Regions from separate parts of the Columba livia genome. Here region 2 is linked to region 1. Evidence: chromatin contacts called from public Hi-C data. All regions are on one chromosome and are shown on one strand. Each heading gives the region's core, a stretch centred on a gene start, on an enhancer-like site or on the middle of the called end of the contact. The rest is flanking DNA. Distances are from core to core; before and after follow the strand shown.

The links. Hi-C and Micro-C count contacts between places; a contact is called where the count stands out from the background.
Region 2: a Hi-C map of crop shows a contact between it and region 1, with 2.8 times the contacts expected there. The contact joins two enhancer-like sites. A contact is called at or near these places in 2 of 2 Hi-C or Micro-C datasets (crop and liver).

The regions. Positions count from the first base shown.
Region 1 is chr14:909,575-914,488 of bColLiv1.pat.W.v2, reverse strand. No RefSeq gene overlaps it. Among named protein-coding and RNA genes, the nearest start is that of YIPF5, 17 kb to the right of the region's middle. Within about 2 kb of position 2,963, at least 2 of the 3 cell types and tissues checked have an H3K27ac peak away from gene starts, as active enhancers do.
Region 2 is chr14:1,018,672-1,023,585 of bColLiv1.pat.W.v2, reverse strand. It overlaps LOC110366162 (a long non-coding RNA gene), which reads left to right. Exons shown (of 3, transcript XR_002426287.2): 3 at 2,214-3,219. Among named protein-coding and RNA genes, the nearest start is that of NR3C1, 7.1 kb to the left of the region's middle. Within about 2 kb of position 2,100, at least 2 of the 3 cell types and tissues checked have an H3K27ac peak away from gene starts, as active enhancers do.

The DNA of each region.
Region 1 (4,914 bases), core at 1,714-4,213:
CCAATGTATGATTATTAAGAGTAGCCTAATTATTGTTACTATTTGTGTATACAACAGCAGCCCAGAAGCCATAACCTCCCCATGTTTACAGCTACGACCACAAAACAGCTAATGCTGCTGCCCTGAATAACAAATAAAATAGAATCTATTTTCTCTCAAATGAAGTATTATGAGCGTACACCCAAATGTTGAGCAAGAACCCCCACCAGGTTTAGTCTCTATCCGTTGTATTCCAGCACGGCAGCTGCCAGCGCGGCGGAGCCGCCGCAGACAAAGGTGTTGGAGCTGTCGCCGGGCAGCCTCCACAAACCCCCCTGCAGAACCCGGCTCCTTCTGCGCTCCGCGTTACAGGGCGAGGGAACACTCAACTATTAACTTCAGAATTCTTTGCACAGGAAGCAGCTAAGAAGCCCCTCATAACTGAGATAAAATGTGGTCATTCTGATGTACATAACCTTTTGCCTCGGGTTATTTTTAGAATTTTAGTTGCCATAACAACAAAGAGTATTTTACCATGTAGCGTATACTGAAATGAGTTTGTTCACCCGTGTAGCTCACAGCAGCACCCTGAGCACCACCTATGCCCCAAGGGAGGAAAGCTCCCCACTCCAGCCCAGGGTCAGACCCAGGACCGCAGCTGCAGGAACCCAGGACACACAGCATCAGACACGTGGACAGAAAAGCAGCCAGCGCAGCAGATGCTGCAGCCCCATCAGCCCAGCTGCTTTCTGGGCTGCTGTAACCACTGCACAGCCCCCAGCACCCCCTGTCCAAGCACCCCAGAGGAGCCCTTACCTGCACCCAGCAGCCTCTGCAGCAGCAAAGGACCCTCAGAAGCAAAGCAAGACCCAGGCTGGCTGCACCCATAAGGAGGCTGTGGGGATGGGACACACCTGTGGGGATGAAGTACACCTGTGGAGATGGGACACACCTGTGGGGATGGGGCACATCCATGGGGATGGGGTACACATGGCCTGCTCAGGCAGCTGGACTAGATTATTGTTATAGGTGCCTTCCAACCAAAACATTCCATTCCATTCCATGTGAACAGGGCACACCAGCAGCAATTGTGACGCTGGGTCCTGTCACTGGGGCTGTGGCTGGAGCTGTCGGTGCAGCCAGCGCGTTGGGCTCAGCAGTGGGTCCCCACTTGCTGTCCTGCCCCTCATCCCCCATCTGCCCACTCCAGTTACACATGACCTGTTGAATATATATTTTTGCTAGCAAGTTGTTCTGTTGCTGTAGCCACAATGGCCTAATGCAAGAAGCAAGGGAGGAGGAAATGCGAGAGCCCCTGGTGCCGGCTGCCCGCAGCGGGGCAGCGAGGGGCTTGTGCACACGCGTCCGGGCAGGCACGGGGAGCGGCGGGGGGACACGCAGCAGAGCGGGGGGCAGAGCGGGGCAGGGCAGAGCTCTAACCCGTCACTGGGCTCCATTCCTGATCCTGCGAGTACAGGGGCTGTGAGGGGGTCTGCTGCCCTGGGGCCGCGGCAGCAGCAGAGCCTCCTTGCCGTTACTCATGTGTAAACTGCATATTATTCCAAAGCATGTTTGATCTGGAATACGTTTCTTCTGCTTAAACAGTACTGTGCTTCCCCAGAGCTGCCTGATCACCAGGTAACTGACAGAAAGCAGCTGTGGATGCTGAACCCAGCTCAGATAGCTGAGTGATTGCTAAACACAGTTTTTAAATGTTTGCAAACGTTTACTCTCCTCTGCATACCTTTTTTCCAGCAAAAACTGACAGCGTTCTTTTCAAACAAAACAAATGAGGCAGTGGCAGCAGGTGAGCACTCCTGGGCACTCCTGGGCACTCCTGGGTGCTCCTGGGCGCTCCTGCCGCTTCCAGACCATGTGGAAATCGGTGTGACGGCAGCTCCCGCAGCCATGGGGCTCCAGGCACACACAGGGACACCCGGCACACACAGGGACACCCGGTCCAGCGCGGCCGAAGGGAGCACACACCATGGACAACCAACCGACGGGCTTTAATTAAAACCAGCGACCAGATTTTTAAGCATAGAAAATACTGATCTTCTCCAAAATTATTTGCTCTGCTTGAAAGCTAATGCTCTGCTTTAAGTCTGCTTTTATATGTCTTTTGGACTCGAATTACGGCACATTAATTATGGCCAGAGGCAATGAAGTGGTGTTATTCCTTTACAAAGAATATGGAGAACTTCAGTTAAAAATAGTGTGTAAGGCAGCGCTGCCAGGCTCAGGCATTTTCCTGCCTCTGCTGGATTTCTGGTTTCCATAACCAAGGAGGAATTTGCTCACAGAACATATGGAATTTTTATATTACTCAGCATAATTAAGTGTAACCGGTTAAACGATGGCAGCGACTGTGGAGGTCACTAGAACAGCCATTAACTTTTCCCTGCTAAGTGACGTGGCAGGTGGCCAAAATACCATTATTGTCCTCCCCCAACCCTTTTTTTTTTTAGTGTGGTTACACAGAATTTTAAGCTTCCATTGGAAAGGATGAGCACGGAACACCCGGAACACCCGCATGCTGTGGGGCTGCGTTCCCAGCAAGAGACAAAACATGTTGCAAGATCCGAATTCAGAGCCAGAGCCCCAGCCTGAGTGATCCACTGAGCTCTGGTGGGACCTGGTGCCACCTGCAGACGTCGCTGAGCTTTAGTCGGCAGGACAGGAGAGCAGAAGCACCCACACCTGCCACCCCCTTCGAAGAACTGAAGCCATACAGCAAATGGGAGCTTTGGAGAACTCACAGAGGAAAGCAGGGATTTATTCCCTGTGCTCTGACACGTTAGAAAGTGTTCTTAACCAGCAGCGCCGCGCTGCCCCGTGTCCCCGCAGCGCCCGTGTGGCCCCGCCGCAAGCGCAGGCTCAGGGCACCGAGCTGACCGGGAGCAGCCCGGGAGCGGTGCCGCGGGCCGGCCGCTCCCCAGCCCGGCCCGGGACCAGCAGATCCCCGGGCCAGCGGATCCCCCGGGACCAGCGGACCCCTCCGGGACCAGCGGATCCCCGGGTCTGCGGATCCCCGGGTCAGCGGATCCCCGGGCCAGCGGACCCCCCGGGCCCAGCGTATCCCCGGGCCAGCGGACCCCCCCGGGACCAGCGGATCCCCAGGTCAGCGGACCCGGCAGCAGCTCCGAGACTCCGCGTGCACAGATTGCCATCTAGTGGCCCGGGAACACGGGCGTCCAGGGCTTTGCTCACTCGTTTAGTTCCCGGGGATGCTGATCGAGCCCAAACATTGCTGGAGGGGGCTCTGAAATGCTCTTGCGTTCCCCCCTTGCCTGGGACGGAGCCTTTGCCACGGCGAGCAGCAGGTTGGGAGGTCAAATTATATTTGCTCTGCCTTCTCGCCTTGTTAATCCTACGTTTTAAGTTTTCAGGATGTTTTGGCTGGGAAGTAAGGCCAAAGGGCAACTTTTGGAGGAAGGTTCATTATTGGTGCTGTTTCTCCTGGGTGCAATACAGATTGCAGGTCAGGGATGCTCTGCTGTGCTCACACCTTACACCAGGAGATTCAGGGAAACCTCAGTGGCCTTGTCAAGACCCCCAGGTGTGCAGGAACCCTCAGGACGCTCCGTTTTCCAGCTGCCGGCTTGAATTCAGCAGCAGCACCGGGTCAGCCCAGCGGGAGCTCCGAATGCGGCTGGCACGGGGACCCCTGCCGCAGGGACACTGGACGTGCTGGTGTGACCCCTGCTCTGCAGCCTCCTCTGCCTTGGGAACGTTCATCCCCTGGGCTCTCTCCTGTGGGGCCTTTGCGGTCTCGGGGTGACTCATCTGACCCTTATGGTACTTGCTTTGAGATAAGAAAAGTGCCTTATTTACTCATATGTCTACATCTGCATTACAGATATCTGTCTGATCAGGTGAAGCCCACAGCAGATGGGTTGAAATAAAGGCTGAAATCAGTGAGAAATATTGAGAACCGCAGCAATATAAATACCGCCGTTACAAATCATTTATTGGTTCAGAGAATGATGCAGACAAGTTATTGATAATGGTATAGATTAATGAGCAAAAGGGGGTTTTTGTTCTGGTTCGTTTTCCCAGCAGAACTGAGCTGTGGTTATGCTTTGCCTGTTTAGTGTCCTCTAGACAAATAGTTCCCCGTCTCCATGTCTCAGCTTCTCCCTCTGTGATATAGAGATGATAATAATTAGCCAGCTTCTTAGTAAACTGGATTGACTGAGACTGGTAAGAGGGGAAAAGGCACATTATAGTGGGAGAAAACTGGAGCAGAATTATAATCCATGGAAATGGAAGATTATAATCCATGAAGATTTATCGGCTTTCTAAGCTCCATCAAGCGCTGCATTCACACATTACTCTTGTGCTTGAGAGTCAACACGTGCCAAGGTGCATCACCTGAAGATTTGCCACCTCGCTTAGCCACAGGCTGCAAATAAAGGAAACCTGATGACACCTGAACAGAGCCTCAAGGGCCCTTGCTGGCCAAAGGCAGCAGCTTCTGCCCGGCGTGACGCGGGTGCGAGCCTGCCGTGTGCTGTGCAGGGCGCCCGCCCCGAGCCACCAGCAGCGTTACTCCTGGGTTGCGAGGGGCCGGAGCGCTGGCCGTGCTGTAAATCATGCGTGGGCATGACGGGGGAAAACTCACCATGAGAGATCCTGGCAGCAACGCGGAGGGGATTGCGAGAGTGTGCAAGTGCAGGCCAAAGCTGCTAGTCCTGCCAAAGGATCTTGGAAGAAACCAGCGGCGTTTCTGTATCTCACAAACCCATCTCTATCCAGCACACTCCATACCCTTGTTCATATAGCAGTTCTCCAGCTTCTTGCAATGGTGAGCGTATTAATCAAGGGTTATATGGAAAAGAAAACAGGACCATAGCAACCAGACTAACACAGCTGGGTGGTATCTAAACATCAAGCCCATATACAGGAGAGTGAAGTGAGTTGTTTGGGGGAATT
Region 2 (4,914 bases), core at 851-3,350, 110 kb before region 1:
AGAACAGAAGTGACACACGGGTCCCTGCTGCACGCACTCGGGGCACGTGGGTCTGCGCTGCGCCGGGCGCAGGGCTGGGCGCGGGGCAGGAGGAAAGTGATTGAGGGTTTTTCCAGAGGAAGTGCTGCTCGTGGAATAGAATAGCAACCGTAACCTTCAAGAAATGAGTGTACAAAATGGTGCTAGCAGTTAACGGAGATCAGGTTCGATTGGTTGGATCTGCTTTTGGTAGGACAGAGAAGTTAAGGCATTGATCTACCAGGATTTCACTCAAAGCTCTGAACTGGACAAAAGTGATGGTTTTGATCTCTGAAGCAATTGATAAAGATAAGCTAAAGGAATAAAAAACCAGATGCCGAAGAACAGCTACGTATCAAAGACGTTGGGAATGGAAAGAATTCAGTCAAACCAGAGACCTTGCCGCACCAGTGACCAAAGTCACAGCAATGAAATAAAACCTTACCAAAGAAATATTCGCAGAGATATCAGGAATCTGAAGATGATTACTCAGAGTTATACAGAACAAAGAATTTATTTTAGAATAAATACTGTATGAAGTCCACAAATAACAAATCATAAAGTCCTTAAGCCTACTTGGAAGTACTTCCAAAACATACGGGTTGCATTGCCGTTTCCTGTGAAATGCTAATTCTGTAGCTGTGCATCAAAGGCAGCGCGTGGAAAGGCACGGTTTGATAGGAAGAGCTCTTCCTCCCGTGCAGCCTGCTGTCTCTACAGAAGGCGGTGCCATGCCCAGTCTCCAAAGCTCTTCACAAACACAGATCTTTGAAGATCTTGGTTGCCTTGTAAGGAGGTCAGTTTAGTTTCCTATCAGCTTGTAAGTCGTTTTGTTTAGTTCTGGAGCGTACATCAAAGCGGCCGTGTCTGCAGCCCGTGGGTGTTCCAGCGAGCGGGACGGCAGAGCCTGTCCCCGTGTCCCCACGAGCAGCATCCTCACCTGCACTGTCAGCTGTCCGAGGGGACTCCTGGGCCCAGACTTGATCTAAGTAGGATTTTGTCGTTAACTTCAGTAGGTCATAGGCCGAGATACAGAGGGTCTGTGCCGTGCCCTCCTTCATCCTCTTTAGATTAATAACTCTTTGTATTTTTTCTGCTTTCTTCATGTTTTTTCCTGCCTGCATTTCCTGTGCTAGTCCTTCATCTCTTGTGATGTATTTTGTACTTTGATTTCCCATCAGGTCCTTCACTTGTACTTGAACCACTGGTTTTGTTCTTCCGCAATGCCATTCTCCTTCCTGGATCCTTCCTCTTTGCACGCATTGATCTGCTTCATCTCCACTCCCTTTATTTCTTCCCCTCCTGTCCCAGGGTTTTCATCCTGCACGTAGCACTCGGAGAGCAGAACCCGTCCCGTCGGGCGTCCTTCCTTTGGCCGGGCGGACTCTGGCGCGTCCTTCCCGGAGCACACACCGCGTGGCCCCCGCGCTGCCTCTGGCGGGGTGTCGGGGCGCTGGGCCGGCCCCGCGCTCCCCGGGAAGCGCGGACGCGGCACACGGTGTGCGCATTACCCGGCACAGCGTGCTGCTGGGAAACGGTCGGCTCGGAGAATGCAGGGTGTTAACCAGGGCAGCTGGACTCTGCTGGTCCTTCTCACGCTCGTGCCTGAATAGAGCAAAATCTTAAAAGAGAAAATAGCACAGAGGGAAACCTTGTGTATGGCAATACAACGGAACAGAACTCATGGCAGATGCCTGAATAAAACACACCTCCAAGCTTCATCCTAAAAAAACCTGAAGCCTGTGTCCAACTGAGAAATCCCCACACAGGGTTAAATCTGTTTCTGGCGTGATGCGATATCAGCCCCTTCTAGTTCCATCGGCACAGAGCTTGGCCCTCAGTGTTTACTGAAGCCGTAAGAACAATCGTGAGCACTGGATCCACCCGGCCCTGGCTCCACATGGACAAAACATGGAGGGCTCCTCTCTCCTGCAGCTGTTTTGTGTAAAAAAGAAATCGCAACTGCAACTGGAAATCCATCTGAGGAAGTTACGGTCCCATTCAGTTTTCTGAATGCTAGCACATGGATCTGTGACAAGCGGCTGAAGTGCTGAAGTGCTGTGACAGACAATGGCAATGCGCTGTTCAGAAACGGGGGGAATTAACCGGGTTAATTGGGGAGGAGGAGCACTTTGAGCCAGGCATTGGGGTGAAGTCATATGTAAGCACACACAAATAACTTTGTTGTTTTTAAGTTTTGCAGAAACATCTGGCAACAACATGCAAGGAAGAGGAAACTTTTGTTTTATGCATCAAGAGCTCTCTATGAAGAAAATCAGCTAATTACAGGATGCCTGCAAGAAAAGAACCACCTTTGATTTCACCAGTAGTTTTTCCTGCAGCACAAAGTGCAACACAAGTCGGCGGCAGCGGCGGGCGGGCCGGGGGCAGGGCAGGGGAGGGCGTCCCGGCCCCGGGGCCGCGGTGGCGGGAGCTGGGTCTGCGCACCCGGTTTGCACCCCCGCGTGCCCCTGGCCCCGCACAGCGCGCGAGGCTTGTCCTCACGGCGTCCTGTACCTTCCCATGCGGGTGACTTCAAATCACGGTCTGTAAATGTAGTGCTTGTCAGCAATAAAGCAGAATTATGTGCAGCTGGTTCACTAATGAAAAAGAATTTGGGATGTGACACGGTGCAAGGTTTGAGCTCAGACTCCTAAGTACGATATATCAGTAAAGTTATAAGCAAAAGGAAACGTTACCGCTAAAAACGTGTTTTGTGAAATGTCATAAAGCTTTTGAAACATCTGTCTTTACTGCAAGATAAATGACTCCTCTTTAAATTGAAAACGTAATTCCAAACAATGCCGCTCTCAGTACTGCAGATGGGTCCGGATTCGGAGTCTGAGCCAGCGCCAGGAGCCGCAGGAAAGGATCCTTCGAACTGCAGTGGGTGCTACATGTCGAAAAAGGATTTTAAAATCTTTTCTGAAATATCACGCAGCTGAAATGGAAGAATTCACAGGGAGTTAAGGAAGGAGATAGGACATGAAAACTAAAATACTTTTCTTGAAACAAGAAAAGAACACTGTGTAAATTAATTAGATGCAAGTTCTCAATCTCTTAAGTTCTTATGGAAGAAGTGCTTGTAGACAATTGTCCTTATGCTTTGTGTTCCACCTTACTCCCTGTGTTTTATTGTAACTGTATTTACACGAATATAACTTTTAAAGGACTTCAGTTTTAAACAGGCTTCTTCTATGCTGGGACATCTAATAAAAAACCTGAAGACTTAAAAAAGTATTTGTGTGGTAAGATGATACCCGGCGTCAGTCCAGCGTCACAGAAATCGGTGCTGAAGCTGCAGTGCCAAAAATGAAGACAGATAAAAAGAAAATCGTATTGTCTCATATTTAGGAGTGATAGAAGTTTAAAGACCACCTCAACATTATGGTGACGTAAAGCACTCTAAAACTGGGGTTTATTTTGCCACCTGAGAGTTTCTACATTGTCGGGAGCACTGAGATCCGGGCTCACAAGTGGATCCTCAACGCTTTGGCTTAACAGGTGACTCGGCAGGGACGGCCGTTCTCACTGTTCTCCTTAGGAACAAGAGCCTGAGTTACCCCTGCACAGCAGGGACGGCTGTTCTCACCGTTCTCGCCATTCTCACCTGGCTCGTTAGGATGAGTTGGGTGGTTTCTCTTTTTCCCAGGCACAGATTTGCCCTCATTATTTAAACTCATGAATTTGCAAACATCTACGCAAGCGTATGTTGGTGAGGTTAACTGGATTCAAACCACTAATAAAGCAATAGACTTTGACTCTCCGGATCAGTGCAAAACTTCCTATAAAAAGAGTTTCTCCTATGCATTAACATCACTTCTGGGAGGTGTATGAGCAGCCCTGCAGTGTCACCTGCCTCCACGGGCACCGTCTCCCAGCGCATCCCGAGCGCTCGCAGCGTGCGTTCGGCTCCGCTGGGAAAGCCAAGGGAAGTGTTAACTGCCTTATGGTTCTGATCAGGGCCATTTGGGATGTGACAAATTTCTGGAGTGTAAAAGTAAAACAAACCAGAGACCGAATAACAACAGAGAAAAGAAAAAAAACAAAAACCAGAAAAATCAATATGGCTCCAATTGCCCATGTTTCCAAATGCGAGCTGCCAGGGGACTGCAGGGCAGTGCGATCAAAGTGCAGCACAACTGTCTGACTGTTTGCTTAAACCTAAACACACTCGGCCCCTGCAGCACACTATTATTAGCTGCAGACTGTGGATATGTGTGTGTAGGAGGAGCCCCAGCTCTGCCTGCAGCTGGATTGTACAGCCGTTTAGTGTGGGGCAGCACTGATCCCGCAGATATTTCTACATCACACTGTATCTGGGAGCATCTGTCGCTCTGGTCACCCAGAAGGACGGCGGAGCTCGACAGGTTGGTTGTCCCCCGCCCGGGCGTGACGAGCCCCGCGGCGCAGCGGGATGCTCGGAGGATGCTCCGTCCCAGGCGTCGCCCCGCGGCACCGGCACCATCTGTGGGAGAGACCTTTCTAAATAACTGACCAGGCAGGCAGGAAACCGCAGGGCTGTGCAGCGGAGCCCCGCGTCTTCCCCGGCGTCCGCTCTTACGGACACTGTCGTGCTGCTGGGGTGACCCCAAGGCAATGGAGACTGACAGGGATGCTCATGAGGAGACGAAGCAAACGCATTAAATTGCCTTATCTTTTACCTGTGGTGCCACCGGCCAAGTGGAACGTTCCCTAAGTGTGGAGGGGTTTTGATAGATAAAGATTTGTTGCTGAATTAGTCAGGCTCAAAGGAATCTCAAGGCCGCTTCCAGAAGCTGAGAACAGAATCTGCTGTGAGAAAGAGGGGTGCCTCTTTATTAACGGGGCCCCAACATGGCGTGAGTCATGAGACCTATCATCAGTGAGACTCCAGCGCGTGGACAGCCCATTATA